Regions from separate parts of the Zea mays genome. Here region 2 is linked to region 1. A link is a contact called in public Hi-C data. All regions are on one chromosome and are shown on one strand. The core of a region is the stretch at or near the end of the contact, and the rest is flanking DNA. Distances in the headings are between cores, read along the strand shown.

Region 1 (7,180 bases), core at 3,775-6,274:
GACGGAATGGAACAAGCCAGCGAGGCGCCCGGATGACGGATATGATGATGAAGGGGAGAACGCCTTTGACCGGTCGTGGTCAACGCCTGCAAGCGTTTGATTATTATTGTACTGTATTATTTTTCTCTTTTTTCTTTCTGAACTTAGGGGGTGTTTGGTTTCTAGGGACTAATGTTTAGTCCCTTCATTTTGTTCCATTTTAGTATATAAATTGACAAATATAGAAACTAAATTAGAGTTTTAGTTTCTATAATTGATAATTTTGTAACTAAAGTGGAATAAAATGTAGGGACTAAAAATTAGTCCCTAGAAACCAAACACTTCCTTATTTCTGTTCCAGGCTGACTTCCGTTCCGCCGAGGTGCCGACCCCGGACCCCGTACAGCAAAGCGGCGGCGGCGGCGGCTAAGCTAAAACGCGTACCGACCACCGCGGTTGGGAAGCACGAATCAGGAATCAGCGGGCGAACACCGTGGTGGTTTGGCCGTTTGGGTTGTCATGTTCTCGTGGTCGTCTGAGTCTGACAGCCCGGGGCTGTGGTGCCTGCTGGCTAGCCGTTGACACTTTTTCTAGACCAGTGCCCAACGAGTGCAATTCTCTCTGTGCTATGCTATACTATGTAGCAGCAGTTCCAAGCTAGATTCTAATCGCGAGCTTACCGGCTGGTGATGGCGGCGACGACCGCGGCGGCAGTTGCCATGTCAAGAGGAATCCCTCACGGACGAACTCCCTGTAGTTCGCTGGGTCCACGTCGCCGGTCCTCGCGAGCATGGGCACGACGGTGGCGTTGCATCCCTCCAAGAAGTAGTAGCTGCCAGGCACGGCGGGGCGCCTGGCGACGGCGACCAGCGTCCTGTCGCCGCACGCCGTGTCCACGAGGTGGCCTCACGCCGTGGAACCCGATCACCCCGCAGCTGGCCTCCATCGCGTGGTCGGGGACGAGCCCGAACGGGAGGGCGATGCTCACGCCGCCGCGTCGCGTCGGGGGGCAGAGCGTCACGGGTGGCACCGGGTGGCAGTGCCACTGCCACGGCCATGCAGCCATCCAGACCCAGGACACGAGGGAGAGCCGCGCCGCGACAAGGACGGAGCCGCAACCATGGGAGCATGGCACCGCAAGTGGTGAAGGTGATGGGAAAAGGGAGATAGATCGTGAGTCCGCGCGTCCTGTGCGTGGGCACTGGGGCCGAAACCTTTGACTGGACGCGGCCGTCGCCATCGGCGCACGGGAATTCCTGAGGTGCCCGACGATGCGCACGCGACAGTGGCGAGCCAGTGACGCGTGACCGTGCGCGCCCCCTGTCCCCTGATAATCTTTCTGGCCTCCGGATAGGCACGAACGCTCCTGTCGGCCAACAAGCTCGTCCCCCGCTTTGTGCCAAATGCTCGACGGAGGCTAACAGACCTTGTTTTTTTTTCCAATAGGAAAGATGATCGACGGATACACTAGATGAATTTTGATTTTGGCTCGTAGTTTCATCTTTCCAACACTACTGGAATCTCGCTTTTTGTCAAGTAATTAGCGCTCTGCAGAGTGCCACTTTGTGGGCACTCTTCAAAAACTCCGTTACCATTGCCGGGCGCCGTGACTAAGTATCGAGCGCCGTGACTAAGTATCGAGTGACACTCGACAAAGTATTTACCGATTATCCGTTAAAAGTAATCGGCAAAAAAGTCGTTGCCGATGTAGAGTTCACCGAGTTTTATTTGCTAAGTGTCACACTTGAAAAAGCCTTCGTCGAATATTTTTCAGGCTTTATCGAGTGCTTCAGATACTCGACAAAGCAGTTTCCGATAGTGCACCTGAATATGTTGGAAAGGTCAAGAAAGTGTATTGACAACAGCCGGCATCAAATTCTTTATTGAACAGACGCGTTTCTGTCCATTTCCTAGCAGTGGAAGCGGTGCTTTGCAAAGGTGGCAATAGCTTCTTCTTCTTTTTTTGGATAGGGGCGACTATGCTCGTGCTAGAAAAAATATCTGTTAGAATCTACGTTCTATCACTACCCATCCTGCCCATAACTATACTTTGTTTGTGTATGTTTTCTATAGGTTGTTTGGGATACACACCTTATTGGTATAAGAAGACTGTCCATTTTTTTTGCATCAAATACGATACTCTCTCCGTTTCTTTTTATTTGTCGCTGGATAGTGCAAAATTGCACTATCCAGCGACAAATAAAAAGAAACGGAGGGAGTACCTTTTATTTTACGAGGCGTTTGCATCCCTTTATTTTAAAGAAATTTGAATTCACTCAATAAAGTAACTTATTTAGTTTGGAATTTGGCATACCACAACTTTCCAAAGTTCATATATAAACCTATCTCAATTTCATAGGGTGGAGGATATGAAATGGTTTTGTGCATTAATAGAATTTGTTTCTACTCTATAATTTACATGATACTCTTCGTCCCACTTCTCTATAATAAAAATGTAGCACATAAATATCTTCGACATCTTACTAATAATAGTATACAAAAATATTTTGCATAAAAGCGAATTAGCTTAATTGATATATGACTAAATTACTATTATTAGAATGAAATTCAATTCCAGTGATCCAAACGGGGGGTTAGTTGAATTTCCCTTTTCTCTTTGTTAGTGTTGTGCACGGAAATTGTTAGAATCAGACACGCTAAAGAATATGATGGTTAAATGTAGGGACTTCTAAGTTTGGAGTGTATTTTTTGCTAGCACGAACCGATGAAATGGAAGGTCAAATTCCGAGTTCTTTGACTGGAAGCTTCAATCAAGGCTCCATTTGTCTGAACTGTAACTAATGATCCACACCCAAATTGGAATACTTGAATTCCATCACTTAAAGTAATTAAAATAGAATAAAATAGATGGAATAAAAATTAGTCCATAGATATCAAATACTCCCTAAATTAGGTAATAAATAAATACCAGACCAGACTATCGGTGAGGGGAAAAAATAGTTGCACCTATAACCTTAGCTTTAAAAAGTGGTCAGCGATGCTTAGGCGGCGATAGACGAAACAACATTGTTTTAGGATTTGTTTTGACCCATGCATGAAAATGGAACAAATGGAGATGGTGGATGATTATGTATGGTCATATAATAGTATAACACACGTATGTATCGAAGCATCGAATTTTAACACGAGAAAAAAATACTATGACTATTCAAAAAAAGGTACAACGCGTTGAATTGCATGCCTAGGACTAGGAAGCTTTAGGCAGATTTAAGCGCTAGCTTGGTTGGAGCCCTTCTAGTCATTTGCCTGCCAGATAAACAATCTTAGGGGATATTTGAATACACTAGAGCTAATAGTTAGTGGCTAAAATTAGTTGAGACATCCAAACACCGTAGCTAATAGTTCAGCTATTAGCTATTTTTGGTAAGTTAGTTAATAGTTAGGTAGCTATTTTTTAGCTAGCTAATTCCAATAATAATTTTTAGTTAACTAACTATTAGTTCTAGTGCACCCCTTTAGTCTCAAACACTTAGTGCTTGTTTGTTTGAAGACTGACAAATCTGTCTGACCCAGGTAGCAATCTTAGGTGTTTCAATTTTAAATGCCTAGAACTAGACCGAGCTGTCTGGCCAGGCCAGCACTCCCCGGCCAAGACGGCAACCAAACAAACCTGGCAATCTCTGGCTGGGCCAGGCAACGCTGCTCGGCTCAGTCAAGCAGGCATTTGTGTTTTTTATTTCAATATGCTAGTCTAAACTTTCTAAGGAGCTATTTATATGGCTAAAGTTTAGCAGAAAGCTAAAGTTTATCCAATGAGATTGAAAAGATTGAAACAGGACCTTAGTCTCAAACACTTAGTGCTTGTTTGTTTGAAGAATGACAAACCTGAGTATCTAACTGACAAATCTGTCTAACTCCGGCCAAGACGGCAACTAAACAAACCTCTGGGTCTGCAATCTCTGGCTGGGCCAGGCAACGCTGCTCGGCTCCAAGCCTCCAAGTCAAGTAGCAAAGTTTTGTGAAACATTATTTACAGAATAAATAACTGAATAATGTATCATTTTTTTCTAAATATAAGGGTCGTTGTTAGTCTAGTTCGTTCATACGTTCCATTAAAACTGGTACTGTTCAGTCGGCTGATTAGAGTGTTTTAGTAGCTATCTTGTCTGTTTATTATCGAGTGGTTGTTTAGGCTGACCAATTAGTTAAACGATAAGTGATCAAATGTTTAGTTTTGGGTATAGGCCTAGTGCAGGTGCAGTACTCTGACGATGTCTCTATATGGCTATACTGGTCGGTTTAATTTCCTGCTGGAGTATCAGGTGACATCCGGTAAATTTTTTTTAATAATAGGTATTCAGTACAAAGAGGAAGCTTACTTGTCTGCCACTGCCATGTCAAGAGGAAGCCGCCACTTATGAGTTGCTCGTAGTCGCTCGCGTTCGCCTTGCCATCGTCCTTTACAAGCACGGGCACGACAGTGGCACCGCAGCCGTCCAAGGAGTATCCGCCGTCGTCGTCCGGCTCGCCGTAACGCCCTCCGATGCGGGCGAAAGTGCGGTTGCCGCATCTCGTCATCTCCACAAGCCCCTCCTCGTCCGGCGCCGGCGCCGGCGCCTTGGTGCAGTTGTACAGGATGAGGTCCTGGTTGAGAGGGCTGATGGAGAACGGGAGGGCGACCTTGGTGGAGCTGTTGTTCCCGGGGATGCGGCAGACGGCGGAGTCGCCGCCGCCGTCCGAGGCTCCCAGCTTCTCGAGCTTGTGGGTGTCGGCGACGAGCAAGGAGGCGTTGGTGTAGGAGACGCTGAGGATCTGGAGCCAGTGGTCGTACCGGCTGTATCCGAGGTACGGCGTGCCGTTGACGCAGCGGACCTGGAACCCGATCCCGCCGCAGTTGGTGGCCGTCGCCTGCTCCTGGACGATCCCGAACGGGAAGGCGATCTCCACGCCGCCGCATAGCACGGGCGGGCAGTGTGCTCCTCCGCCCCCTTGCCCGTCAGCTGGTGATGCCGAGGCAAGCGTTAGCGTCAGCGACAGGGCGATCCACACCGACCAGACGGACGAGGTCGAGGCCATGGTGGTGGGGGGAGCATGGGTGGGTAGCAGCGACGAGACAAACAGGGGGCAGGGGCGGTGAATTGAGGGGCAGGCGGCTGACTGAAAATGGTGATGAGGCTCCTGAAGGTACCCCTCGTGTCCTCCTGTAGCGCGGTTGAAAGTTGAAACCCTTGGACTGGACGTTTTGGGCCATCGTCACACCACGGCTGCACCTGCACGGCACGGGGCATGCGGCCCTCACTCGCTGTCAAACTCAAACCCTGGACGGCTGGACTGCTACTAGCTCTGTACACACGTAAACCGGTTATTTAGACTGATGCAATCTATAAAGACAAAAAAACACTGTACAACTAGTAGAAGTTGGTATAGATTAAAGCTAAATAAACAGTCAGTTGCTCCTGCTTTACTTTGGACCAGTGGCGGATCTACACCCTAGACCACCCGGTCCGTGGTCCAGGACTTAATTCATGTAACTATATATAAGTCTTTATTTAATATGGTATAAAATAGTTAAGATAAAATAAAGAGAATAAAATTTGATAGATTTAGTTCGGATCATAGAAAAATTCTGGATCCGCCCTGCTTTGGATTGACCAGCAGACCTTGAAAGCACTAGATAGTGGATGCACTTTTGGCTTGTAGGTTCAACATGAGCATGTTGGCAAAAGCTAATAAAGTATACGAACAACGACCTGAAGTGTTTTTTAAAAACTTTTTTTTATGGAACCAAATTGTTACTGATTCTTGCAGGACGGATTCAGATGTCTTTGCCACATGCCCACATTCTATAAACCTACTCACCCTGCCCACGACTATATTCGCCACGCTCTGTTTTGTGTGTGCGTTTTCTAGAGGTCGTGTGCTTAGAGGGTGAAAATGGCATCTAAACTTGACCCTATAAAATTTAAGGATCGAATCAGAATAGGATCAGATACTATATCTATTTATTTTTTAACTAAAAATTATTTAAAATTTTAAAAAATTGTGAAGAAATATTTGGATCACGATCCTTTACATCATGCATGTAGTAGATACATAGCTTTTCACATCAAATACGACTTATTTGGCTTTGTCGGTATTGCGCATGGAAATTGACGAGACCCGCGGACATCTAAAAAATTCTGACGGGTTGTCTCAAATACAGACACTTTACGAAGTATACACTTTTTGCTAGTATGAACCGGTGAAATGGAAGAGTAAAGTGGAAACTGTTTCGTAGAATCAGCTCCCTCGCTGGTTGTAACGAGTAAACTTTGTGAGACACTTGTCCATAGAGAGAAAAAGCCCATCCTACGCTGGCCATAAAAAAAAAAAAAATCAAAAGTGCCAAATCGGTGGCCACCCGTGACCGTACCAGTACGCCACTTTCTGTACCCACTTGTCACAAATGAACATCAAAAAAAAAAAAAAAAAAATACAGAAGCTACCACCCATATGCTTCCATTGATGTGTCGGCCACTGATGAGGGTAATCATATGCGTAGAGACCACGAGAACGTTTATGTTGTCTCTAGCAACATATTCTCTATATTCATCATCTATATTCGTTCTTTATAGTCTTCTCTAAAAGATTTTATTCTCTATATTTTCTTTCTCTCAACAACATTCTCTATACACAAATACCTATATTAGAAATATTTTTTTATTTTTTGTATTTTTTATATATACGTATTTGTCATACTCTCAAATGTATTGTACATATTTTAGTTTTGCTAAACCGGTTATTTAAATTATTTAAACGGATAGAGAACCGTTTAGAGAAACTCTATACATAGAAAATCCAGTAGCATCCTCTAAATTTAGAGGACTGTTTAGAGAACGATGCTGGAGAGCGTACATAACCGTTTGATCCTCTATATTTAGAGTAGAGGGGCCTTTAGCGGTGAGCCAGTCTTAAAGAACGGTAGCGGCTTGGTGTGGTGTAGTTCTAGAAGATGAGGTTCTGGTTCACGGAGCTGGCTGGTATACATGTAAATACAGTTTGGCCTAGTACGCCACGACACGGTTGAAAGGATCACGATGCCCAAGAGGGGGGGGGTGAATTGGGCTTTTCTAAAAAATCAACACTAATTAAAACCTAAGCAAGAGCTAAACAAGAGCCCAACTTCACCCCAACAACTAGCACTTAGAATATAATACTAGAAATGTAACAAAGCTAAGATAATACTTCAAATACTTGCTAA
Region 2 (6,810 bases), core at 3,626-6,125, 210 kb after region 1:
ACCAAGCAAATAGTCTCTCTTTTCAAAGCTAAATAAACTACGTGCAGACAGAGAGCCAAATTAAACATACAGTTGTAGTCGTCGTAGTAAACAACCCAAACCCCCCGTGCCATGCATGCATCCAGGTCATCAGACGACGCAACAGTTCGCTGCTGCATGCCTGCATTTGCCGCCGAGCACGAGCTGCCTGCCAGGCTTTCTCCCCCCTCCCTGCTGTCGTTTGTTCGGTTGTTCCCCGTCACCGGGCCAATGGAAACCCCAACCCAAACCCACCCGCCCACAGAACGCCGGGGGCGAGAAAAAGAAAATACAGTACAGACGCAAGATCCAAGGCCTGCGACTGCGAGTCGACTGGACGCCTTTCACCTCCTCCTCGGGAATCTGAAACCGCTGGGGGCTCGCAGAGTGATCGGATCAGATCCGTCTGTCCATCGGTCGGTGACGTCCAACTGTAGCGTATTGTACCGTCCTTGTAGCAGTAGTATTACAGGAGTAGTAGAGTGATCAACTGATAGCTGATCAGAGAAGAAGGCTTGAAGCGAAGGGAGGGAACCAGAGTTTTTTTTTCACCCTTTCTCTCTCTCTCTGCAGCTGGTTGGGGGAAGCCGCACCGCCGTGTAGTGCAGTGCAGGCCAGCTTTTTTATTGGTTTGGGCTAGTTGTGCAACAGTATTTGTACTAGTACTGCCGCGGGCAGAATAATGTGCCGCTAGCGACCAGAAGGCGGCGAGTCACTCTTGCGTGGCAAAAGCGTACGGCGATGGACTATAGTCCTCGGCGATGAGACTTGAGACGGGTACGCTTCGTTATTAGTTTATTAGGTCTTGGGTTGGTAGCTAGAGAGGAGGAAGGGGGATATAGTATATATATAATATCTGTTTAGTTTTTTATGAACATAATATCTGTTTAGTTTTTTATGAACTCATCAGAATATATATATGTTCGCTGAACCTAAACGTTGCTAACTGCTGGTGCTAAGTGATTGGTCGATCAACTTGGGGTGATGCTGGACAGCAGAAACCCAGGAAAAGAAAAAGAACAATATCGTCTGCTGGCGTGTCCCGGCCGGTACGACCAAAAAAAAACCAATCGGAATCATCACCTAGGGTCGAAGGCAAGAAAGAAGCGGCCACGCCGGGAGAACAAGCAGCGCCGCCGCCGCCGCCGCGGGCACGTACGAACGGCGCGCGCCGGGCCGGGCAGGGGAGCGCCGAGCGCGCCACTCCAGGCCAAAGTCGCTGCACCGGCTCATCTTATCACTCCCTCGCACGTAGTAGGCACATACCCAAATATTGACCCATCCCGTCTCCGTGACACAGGCGCACGAAACCGACGAGGCGAGGACGCACGCACGGTGTCCACCCAGGAACAGGAAGTATGTGCCTGTGATACGTACATATATCGAACTGGACCTTTTTATATATATATATATATATATATATATATATATATATATATATATATATATATATATATATATATATATATATATATATATATATATATATATATATCCAGGTGGAGGTGACACGACCTTTTTAGTTTCCTACAGCATTGTTCAATCACCAAGCTATAGGGTCTGTTTGGTTCAGCTTTTTTCTGACCATCTTTTTCGAGAATCTAGCTGTAGGAGAATCTGGCTATGTAGAGAATCTGGGTATCATTAGGATTACGTGCGGAGTAAGATAAAGTTGTCCATAGAACTCAGGATCTATAAAGTGATATATTACCATTATTGCGACGATTCAACCGATTATATGTTTATGTTGATTTTGAATGGTTTTTACCCAATCGAATTTTATAGAAGCTGTCTGAAAAGCTGAGTGTTTGGCAGTCCGCAGCAGCTTTTGGTGGCCAGAAGCTGCGAAAAGCTGAAACAAACATGCCTAAACATGTACCACGGGCGGCCCACGGCGTCTGCGTTTGGCCAAATCACCGCCCCGGCGCCACGAGAGGCTGAGGTGGATCCTAGGCTCCTAGCTACCAGGCAGGCAGTGCACCGCCCCCATATGCTGCTGCTCGCGGTTGTCTCGGAACCAAAAAAAAAAAAAAAAAGGCGCCGCGCGCGCCAGCCACGATAGGGCACTGATCGGGGCCGGCCGCCGCCCAGGACTTCTCCTCGTACAGTTCCACCCCACCCACGTGCGCGTGGGGGCAGCGTGCACGTCGGAACGTACGTGGCAACGTGGACCCGGGGTGCAGTCTTACGACTCGTTGGTTGCATTAAAGTAATAAAGCCAGGGCGTACCAGTTGCGAACACTGCAGCGCAAGTTTGTTTGGTTTGGATCCCTCGCTTGTGTAGTTGTGTGCTGCCCTTGCCTGGCTGGGTAAATACAAATTAAAGTGTTTGGTTCACTAAGGTCCTATTCGGTTGTTAGAGATTGGAGCCCCGGATTGATTCCTATTCGGATTACTTCTCTAATTTATATAAATTTTGATGAGCTGCAATAAATCCTGGTTTATTCCGGTACAACCGAACGAGCCCTAAATTACTCTCCCACGAGCTTTCCAATGTGCTCCTTGGTTCCTATAACGGGTGATCTCGCCGGCGGCGAATAGAGAAACGAGATCCATTTTTTTTTACTTCGTAATTTTAGACTATTCTTGTTATTTCATTCATCTAAGATTTGAACTATGATGTCATCAACCAGGTGGCGATGACGATGGTGCTTTAGAATAAGGTCTCTCTCTGCTCACTCCCTCACTCCCTCGACAACATTTAGTCTAAAATTTATAGCAACAAATAAATTCCGTAGAATAAATCATTTTTATCCCTTATGCCTAAATTGTTATCTATCCGTATCGCAAAAGTTTTACACCTTTTTATTCGAAGCATATACTAGCATGGAAATTCAAGTGGGTTTTCTTTAATCTCAAACACTTTACTAGGTAAAGGCTCTTCCTTTCTGTTTAATAGGTCTCTTTAGCTAAACAAGTGGGCAAGATACATCTAAATGGGCGAGATGAAGGGGTATGTATAACGTACTCTATGTCATGGAGCTAGATGTTGCACCTCCACTTAGCTTTTTATGGGGTCCTCGGGCATGTGCAGTACTTACCAATCCTGTGCATCGTACGCGTCCGATGCATGACCCAATGGCTAGTTTTTTTTAAAAAAAACTAGCTATTATTACACTGATATCCGATTAGAGATGGCAATGGGTAAATACCCACCGGGTATTACTACACTATACCCATACCCACGGCACAAAAATAACTCCATCGGGTCACCCATATACACTGGTGGGTATGGATTTACCCCCATACCCATACCCACAAAAATTAAGCATCTATCAAATTTTTATATTATACAAATGTCAAGTATATGCATCTAATTACCATTACAAAATTTCTAGCAACATTTAACCATCCATTTAACACACCAAATATAATTGGATAAAGTAGTAACACTAGGATAGGTACTACATAGCACATTACATGTTTCATTACATGGTCATTAAATTGTCGTTAACCCTTCTATGACATTATGGCCTAAAAGGTTGTTAAATAGTAAAAAAGATGGATGACTAAAGTCCAAATTCAAGCGTGGGCTAAAAGTTTATATTGGGTATTTTATACCCATGGGTTAATGGGTATGGGTGAAGCCGGAACGTTCTAATACCCGTTTACCCATTGGGTGAAGATTTTTTTCCCAATAATAGACCCACGAGTAGAATATTCAGCCCACATACATATCCTAATGGAGTAAATACCCATCGGGTATCGGGTCATGGGTACCCATTGCCATCTCTATATCCGATGCTTGTTGATTGATGCTCATCGAACACATCAAGCATGTAAAAAACATTGAGGTGAATATCTGCAAAGCTCTGTGAGTACCCTGTCCGAAACTTATATCGGCTCTCACACTAGTTTGTAGACTTCTCGATGTGTTGTGTCTGGTGCGCCATATTCAATGCGTACCGAACATGTCGGTACTAGCACTTTATGCAACAGGACACGTTCTTGGAGCTGCACCACCACCAACTCGTTTGTTTCAAACACACTTTAAAATATGGTTCGAACTTAAACTTATTTTGGGTTTCTATAGAGTTATCTAGTGCTATATTTGATAAGTGTGTATCATCACTTATCACTATACTTACATATGACAAGCTACCTATGGGTGCCCCTTCATAGTACAGTCAAAGAAAAAAGCCTATCCCTAATCTGTGTCTATCAACTTCGTTGACGTTTATAACTAGCCTAAGTTTATAACTAGCCTATTCTTAAGCTTCTCGCTCATCCTTTCAAGACTAAAAAATACCATTAATAGAGGCACGATATTTTTTATGTCCAATCAATCACCATTATCATAACTTAACTTATATATTCCATACAATACACACATTAGTGACAATAATTTAGTATTGTAGCTTAGACGCTTGATACCAGATCTTATCACCGACTAGTGTTTTTTATGGTCTTTAAAGTTTTGTTTAGCGAGAGTGTTTACAATTGTAATTTTCTTTGTTGTCTTTTTATTGTGATCTTCAAACTTCGACAAGCAATGAACGATCGTCCAAAGAAGACGATGATTTGGTCTTCAATGAACTTCCACTTTAAGACCGCTTTCTGTTTTGTTATCAATTTTGTGTCTACTGATTTTTATTATTTTAATATACCAGCTGTGAGATACTCTTTTAAGTCTTTTTATTAAAAATAAAAAAGAAAAGATACCAAAGAAGAGTGATAAACAGGAGGTCGTTGGTCGGCTTAAGTGGGCTAGATTGTTCTTCGCTCTTCGGTTCTTTAGCTTTTTGGGCTTGTTCCAAACGTGTCGCATGGCCCGATTGATTCTTCGTGGCGGCTGCCACTGCCAAGCGTCGAGCACAGAAGATACCCGTTGCAACGCGTCGAGCGGCAACGCTGGCACGGAGCTCAAGTCTCCACACAACCTCCGCCGCCGGGAGGACCAACACGTCAGTGACGGCAGCTGACTGCAGAGGATCTCATCGCCCGCCGACCGCCGCAACCGCGACCGCGAGCCTCGATTTTGAACTGAACTGAAAAACCTAGAATTCTTTTAGGGTTTCCGAGGTTTCTCTTTCTCGCGTTTCCACTGTCTGGTCTTCCCCGATCGCCGCGAAAGCAGTAAAGAGTCCGCAATCTTTGCCGCCCCCACCCTCATCCTCTGCTCTCGTATCGTCTCCTCTCCACTTCCTCTTTCTCTCCTCTACAAGGGTATCCACTATCCAGAATCACCTCTATCATCAGGTGAACTGTTTCTCCTCTCTCTCTTTTTCATTTCATTTTTATTCCAGAAAGTATTGTTGGTTTGCGGCTTTACTTCCTCTGTGCAGTAGGCAGTGCCAGTTGAAGTGTAGTTCTTTTGTCTCCGATCATGGTCGCCTGTGATTTCTGTTCTTGCGAGGGTTTGGTGCTTGCCGCGGTGGGGATTGGTGCGGGTTTTCGTCAAACGGCGCCTCATGTGTTTTACTTCTTACAGTAACTATTTTAGTTGCGGACTTGCGGTTTTTCTTTGCATCGTGTGACAAGTTCTCTCGAAGAACAGAACTGAAATAAACCCAGCATTACTCAGGTTTGGTGATACGATCGAAGCAGACTACTCTTAGCAACCCATTCAGATGAATCTGCTCTGGGCTGCACTATGCTAGTTTATAATTTGAAATTAAGCTGATGAAACTCATTTATATGGCCGCAATGCCGTCTTCAGTATATTGAGTATTTTGGTACTGGTAATTGGTTCTATTCATTTCATCCATTTGTTGTCAACAAAACAGGATGCGGGAGGCACAGTTGGGCTCCCACACGATTCAGACGCACGGAGTGAGACTGGCCAGAAAGCACACACACGACTGGGTTGTTCTGATTCTTCTGGCTGCACTGGTGGTTGCCGTGCATTACGCTCCCCCGTTCAGTCGATTTGTCGGGAAGGATATGATGACTGATATTAGGTACCCGGTGAAACCAAGCACAGTACCAGCATGGGCTGTCCCTGTATGTTTCTGAACAGTAGCCTCCAATTCTGTTGTCTGATGCAAGCTCGAACTCACTCTATTCAGCACTGATGTGGGGCGTTCGACCTTTTGCTAGATGATCTCTATACTCTGTCCCTGGCTCGTCTTCATATCCATATATGTTGCCAGGAGAGACGTTTATGATCTGCATCACGCTGCACTAGGTTATTTGTAATCCCCCTGCTATCTTCTGTCAGTTTACTTCTTCAGTGTGCTGAGTTGCTGACTGACATGTCGCTGAATAATTCGTTCGTGTATAAATTCTCCAGGTGTTCTTTTCGCTGTGCTGATAACTGCAGTTTTTACCGATGTGATAAAGACTGCAGTAGGGAGACCGAGGCCAGACTTCTTCTGGCGATGCTTTCCTGATGGAAAGCAGGTATACTTCCTTGTATACATTTGCGTGTAGATAATTCTTCCCTAGAGATGCTTTTTCATAGTTTAAATCAACACAGTGCTTCTATGGTATATTTGGTGCAGTTATACGATCAGGTGATTGGCGATGTGATTTGCCATGGTGATAAAAACTTCTTAAAAGATGGGCGCAAGAGCTTTCCTAGTGGCCACACTTCGTGTAAGTTTGCACTAGTAAGTGCTCATAGACTCTAGCATTTAGATGGATAAGCTTGTTGTCCAAGTGTAGAGCTAATAACTGAGGTATAAAATACCGGTTCTAGACTGTCAACAATTTCTGCGTTCAGTAGAAGTAGTGACATGGATCTAAATGTTTTTACAGCTATGTTTTTTTACCCATGACTTTTGCTGGTATAAAATACCGGTTCTAGACTGTCAACAATTTCTCACAGTATTTCCATTGCCAGGGTCTTTT

The links. Hi-C and Micro-C count contacts between places; a contact is called where the count stands out from the background.
Region 2: a Hi-C map of ear shows a contact between it and region 1, with 2.4 times the contacts expected there. The contact joins the promoter of LOC100273865 here to the promoter of LOC100381711 in region 1. A contact is called at or near these places in 5 of 25 Hi-C or Micro-C datasets (bundle sheath, ear, endosperm and 2 more).

Annotation. Positions count from the first base shown.
Region 1 is chr8:13,604,673-13,611,852 of Zm-B73-REFERENCE-NAM-5.0, forward strand. LOC100381711 (putative WAK receptor-like protein kinase family protein) reads right to left here and starts at 5,025. Exons shown (of 4, transcript NM_001174519.1): 1 at 4,320-5,025. The coding sequence starts at 5,016.
Region 2 is chr8:13,819,171-13,825,980 of Zm-B73-REFERENCE-NAM-5.0, forward strand. It overlaps LOC100273865, which reads left to right and starts at 4,876. Exons shown (of 8, transcript NM_001360476.1): 1 at 4,876-5,217; 2 at 5,745-5,961; 3 at 6,058-6,145; 4 at 6,251-6,360; 5 at 6,462-6,555; 6 at 6,803-6,810. The coding sequence starts at 5,746.